2 separate regions of the Arachis hypogaea genome follow, and region 1 is linked to region 2. A link is a contact called in public Hi-C data. All regions are on one chromosome and are shown on one strand. Each heading gives the region's core, a stretch centred on a gene start, on an enhancer-like site or on the middle of the called end of the contact. The rest is flanking DNA. Distances are from core to core; before and after follow the strand shown. Region 1 has its middle 15 kb from the start of TRNAL-UAG. Region 2 holds the start of LOC112789532 (transcription factor LHW).

The links. A called contact is a pair of places that touch in the nucleus more often than the background predicts.
Region 1: a Hi-C map of an unstated tissue shows a contact between it and region 2, with 4 times the contacts expected there. The contact joins the enhancer-like site here to the promoter of LOC112789532 in region 2. A contact is called at or near these places in 4 of 8 Hi-C or Micro-C datasets (leaf and an unstated tissue).

The regions. Positions count from the first base shown.
Region 1 is chr3:12,380,954-12,383,912 of arahy.Tifrunner.gnm2.J5K5, forward strand. No RefSeq gene overlaps it. Among protein-coding and RNA genes, the nearest start is that of TRNAL-UAG, 15 kb to the right of the region's middle. Within about 2 kb of position 1,333, at least 1 of the 3 cell types and tissues checked has open chromatin away from gene starts, as enhancers often do.
Region 2 is chr3:12,347,845-12,350,769 of arahy.Tifrunner.gnm2.J5K5, forward strand. It overlaps LOC112789532 (transcription factor LHW), which reads right to left and starts at 1,556. Exons shown (of 10, transcript XM_025831462.3): 1 at 705-1,556. The coding sequence starts at 799.

The DNA.
Region 1 (2,959 bases), core at 83-2,582, 33 kb after region 2:
CATACCATTTGTTACTCTAGCTAGTTGTATATAAGTGTTCATCGCATCTTAATGGCACTGATGATGTGAATCTTCTTTTAGCCTAATAATTTTTGCTGCACTTAAAATGGAGCGTTCTCATCAGTTTTTAGGCTGGCATGGAATAAACTTGAAACTAAACATTAACATCTATATATAAAACTATTTTCTAAAGCAGGTATATTTACTTTTATAAGATTCATATATACAAGATAATAAATATCTACCCTCTTTAATTGCCCTACAGCTCTTAAAAAGATTAGTCACTAAATTTGGCGATCAAATATTCTAGGAAGCTACATTTGGTGATGAATATATGCTCTACATTCATATGTAAAGTTATTTTTTACTAAAAAAATAATAACAACAAAAATCTCATCATCAAATATAATTTGATGATTGAAACTATTAAAATTATTGAGATTTATGAGGTCTAATTTAACCTAAAAACTAGTTTAAATGGTGAGATATCTCATTCTTATAAATTTTATATATATTTTATTTTTAAAAAATTGAGAGATTTGTTGTATTATATCTTTCACATTTAAGAGTGATCATCTGGAAAGCGTGAACATTTGTAAGTTAGTAGTCTAATAATATTAGATTAGATAGATTATAATATCTTATTAGAATTGAGATGGAGCGAGTCTAACTCAATTTTAAAAGCTAGTTCAAAAAATGAAGGATGATTCACACTTATAAACTTTTTAAAAATTTTATTTTTAAGAAATGTGAAACTTAGTGTTAGAGATGTAACTATTTATTTGTCTCTTTTTATATATTAAGTTAAACTTTTGGAAGATTTGATTTTATGACATAGTATAAGAGTTTTTAGGACTTAAAAGATAGTCAATTCTTGTTGATTCGAAAAAAAAAGGCATAAAACTAATAAAAGGAGAAAGAAAATTTATAAAAAAAATTAATGCAAAATCTAAAAAAGATTCTTGCGTAAAAAAATATATTAGAAATATAAATATTTATATATTTTTTTCTATCTGTTTAAATTTTTAAAAAACCTAATTTCAAAACGGAAACTATTCTTTTACACACACAATTGTACGAGTTTGCTTCTGTAAACCATATTATTTTTTCTTTTTTTTCTTAAATAAAGTTATTGTAATTTCATGATCAATAATTTCATGACCCAATATCAAAATTTTCAACTTAAAAAAATCCTACATAAAGAAACTATGATAAATACAATTATTTATGTAATTTTTTTTCTATTTGCATTAGGGATAAGTACAAAAATTGATGGTACAACTACAATTAGACATATGTGTACGCCATAATGGAAGAGCATGAGGCCAAAAGAAATGGATAAGGAAAAGCATTTAACTATGGTGCGCCCTGATGATGGTGGTAAGTGCACTATATGCTTTGAATATAATGGACAATTGAAATTTGCCACTTGTTTAAGATAGATTTTTCGTTTTAAAAAACAAAATAATTCATTCCACACCTTAACACGATTGAACAACAAATAATTTAAATTAAATCAACTTTTTTTATCTATACTATCTTGTTCGATATGCTGTCTAATTTGGATTCGAATATTGCAAAAGCCCATAACATATGTGATCTTCTCTGATAAGGTCTTAGTCTAGTAGTAATTTTTTTGTCTTATACTAAATGTATTCGAATTTAAAGTTTGGTTGAAGTCACTAATGAGTTAAAACTCTTAATGTGGATATGTAAGTGTATAGTGTGCATAAATATTGTGATATCATAATACCTCAAATTAAAAATTGTCTAATTTATTTTTCTAAAAAAAATTTAATAATATATTATGTCTTATTAAATAAATATTTTATTCTATTGTCATTTTATAAGGTCTGAATGCAAAATAGATAACTAAAAGACACAAACCTTTATCTAGATAATAATGTACCAACTTATTTTGATTAATTACATTTCTAATGAATCTTATGGACACGATCATGATATATATGAATATAAAATCGTTTCATGAATTTATTACATAATTGAAATTCTTAATTTTTAACCTATAATTTTTATTTTATAATAATAATAATAATAATAATAATAATAATAATAATAATAATAATAATAATAATAATAATAATAATAATAATAATAATAATAATAATAATAATAATAATACGGACAATAGCAATATACTAGTTTTTTTTTTTTGGTGTATGGAAAGAAATAAAGCAATATACTAGTTTAATATTGAGCAAATATTCCTTTTTTAATGCATGGAAGATTTATTACCTTATTTTATATTTCATTTACCAATAGAGTGGGAGCAATACAAACTATTTATTTTTAATTTGATCTCCTTTCCACATGGTTTGATTATTTATTTTGAATTGTTGGTTTCATCCATATTACTATTGAAGCAGTATCCATCTTTAGAAAGATTTATGAGACAAGAAACCAAGTTTGAAAAGACAATAACAAAAGAATACAAGAGAAACGTTGTAGACTTGGATTTATATGCGAAGCAGCAATAATAATTGTCACACCTATACCCTAAGTTGACCTTTCCAATTAAAGGTTCATCAGTATATAGTCATCATAAGTCGTCAAAGACAAGAAATAATGGGGATTGAAAGCAATAATTTTCGGATAAAATTGTTGCGTATATATAGCAACCCTTCTGTAGTTTGAACCATTCATGTTATAGACTTGGAAAATAGCACAGTTTTTATGAGTTTTATTTATTTATCAATAATACTCTTGGGGGAGTGGAATGTATAGACATAACGTGACGAAGATAGTGAGTTAAATAAAAACGACAGTAAAGACATGAGAGTTTTATTATTGGTCACAAATAATTGCATAAATTAAAATTTTAAATTCCCATTTTTTTAGACTAGTTAACAAACAGACGGAAGATGAAAAAGGACTACAACATATATAGGTATAGAAGACAACAACATGTATGTAGCCCGAATTTGACTCCATGCCACTC
Region 2 (2,925 bases), core at 306-2,805:
TTATTTCTATGGTGCAAACATAAAATTTAAGTTTTTGATCTAAAAAATCCTTTGTTTTCCTTCTCCTGTTTTGCTTTGGATACTTTAAGCTCATGAAATTTAGGGAACTTATTAGCATGATAATCACAATTATAATTCAATTATAAACAAAAGAGAACCTAATAACACTGTATCACATAAGTTATTAACATGACATGGATAGATCAGAAGATTAGCTTCTGAAGAAGCATGGATGGAGTTCAGCTTTTTCATTTAATGGAACAAGAAAACAAAGACCAAAACAACACCAAAGAAGGAAGAATCAAGTACTGAATCAATAGATAGTGCGCCTGGCAAAGCGATACACAACAAACTTTATATTTTTTTTCTATATTTAAAAAAAATGTAACTTTAAAAACACAAAAAGAAATAAGTAAGATTCTTGATAGCAAAACAGAAGCAACAAAGGGCACACACATAAAGTTCCAAAACAGGAACTAACATGTGGATTTTTATCATGAAAACGAACCTACCCCGGAAACAGAATCTAAATATACGAATTTAGGATGCGATCCCACCGTTTGGTTCCCAATAAAGTACAGACATTAAAAACATAAAACACCAAAAATAAAAATAAAAATTAAAAAAAAAAGTCATTAGCCAAAAAACAAAACATAGAAAAACACAAAATTTGAAATCAATTCTTTAGTTTTGGGGAAACCTACTTGGAATTATTACATCCGATCTTCCAAAACACCGCATAAGACCACTGGTGCCGAGCACAGAGAGTCTTCAAAGCTTCCTTCAACAAAAACCCCATTTCTGTTTTCTGCTTGAACTCAAAAAGGGGCTCCACAAAAAGGCTTAAAGTTTCGGTCTTTAATCTTCCGACGCAGCGTTGAAACACTTAGCATTCAGCAACAGAGAAGTAGAGAAAAGGGGTCAAAACCAAGCAAGTTGCATTCTTCTTCTTCTTCTTCTTTTTCTTCTTCTTCCTGCAAGTTCTTGAAGCGAAGACTAGCTTCCGCGGCAGGATCCTCTCCCTGCTTGTTTGGTCCTCAAGCCTCCACTTAGCTTCCTCTCTGGATCCAAGTTCACTACGATCAGTTCCCGGCGCCGGCATGCCATCCTCCGGCAGAGGAAGCTTGAGAGAGAGAAGGAGGAAGGAAAGTTGCAGAGAGAACAAAGAGAAGAAGAAAGTTGAGAGCTTTATGTTGTGGGCTATACAATCCCACGAGATTCAAGCTTGTATAGAGATACCATCTTTCTGAGTGTTGTTGAGAATGGAAAAAAGAGGGGGTATTAGTGTTTTTGTTTGAAGTTTGAAAGGGTCGTTTTGGTGTGTCTGTGGTTCTGTGAGATGGGAAATAAATGGAAGACGATTGGGGAAGGGAGAATGAATGAGAGGAAAAAAGGGAATCGAAAAAGGTGAGGTTTTTGAGGGGAAATTACGAGCTACAGCCACTGAAGCAGAGAGAGAGAGAGAGAAAGAGTTTTGTCGGGTTGTGAGAAGAGAAGAAGCTGAAAATGGGTTTTCAGACACTGTAGAGAATTCCTTGTAGCCTCATTGCCTCTACGCTCTATCTACTATTTCTAATTATAAATTAAGTAATAAATATTATTATTTTAAAAAATATTAAGAGTATTAAATTTTATTATTAATTATTTTTTAATTTAATAATTAAATAATATATTTTATTTTATATTATTAAATAGTAATGACTAATAAATAATAAAAAATAATAAATTTTAATATTTTTTAAATATTTTATCAATAATAATTTATACTCATATTTACATAAGTTTTATATATAAAAGATATTGGTTATGTTATTTATATATTAAAATCAGTTACTAAAATTAGTTATAATATAAAATATATATTAAAATATAAATACACATTAAAAATAAAATAAATTATACATATATTTATATATAAATATAGTAGTGGTTAATTTTAGTAGCTGATTTTAATATAAGAATAATATTTTTAAAAAAAATTATATAATTTATATTTATATTTATTAAAATTTATACATATAAATAATATAATTTGTATCCATATTTTTAAAATTTAAACACATAAATTAATAAAATTTATTTGATAAAAATAATTTATTATTTGTGCTATTCAAATAATGACCAAAAATATTAAAAATTATTAATTCTAAAAGTTTCTCAATTAAATTTGGATGAAAATAAAATAGGCTTAACTAACATAATATATTTTTTTATTATGAATACTTTAATTTTCATATATTAATAGTATAAAATTATAAATAATTTTATATAATTATTTAATAAAATTTATATGTGTAAATGATATGTTAATTTTAAATTTAAAAATTAATATTTTTAATAATGTAGTAATATACTATTAGATATATATGTAAAAATTTTTTACATTATTAGTAGATAAAAAATAAATTATATTATTAAAAAGATTTAAATTTTTATTTAATATATAAATAATAAATACATTAGAATTTTAACTTTTTTTATATAATTTTTTTAATTAATAATTTTAATATGTGTCTTAAAAGTTAAAACACATAAAAACACATATTAACTAAACTAAAATAAGATAAGGAATAACCATTAGAAAAATGTTAATACTATTATTAAATTGATAGCGTCATTCTTTATTAAGAAAGATGATAATATTATTTCTATTTTGATAATATTGTTTTTTTATGAATTCATATAAGATACAATAAAAAAGAATTTAATTAATATATTTTTAGGATAATTTAAAAAATTTTCTTTTAATTAATAAAAATAAATATATTAAAATTTAATTTTTTATATTTTTAATAATTTTTTTAATTTATAATTTTAACATGTATTTTTAAAATGTAAGATAGATAAACTTTCAAAAAGTATAAAAATTTAAAATGACATTATTATTATTTTCTCTGTTAATTATATTTTCTTATCTTCTTCTGT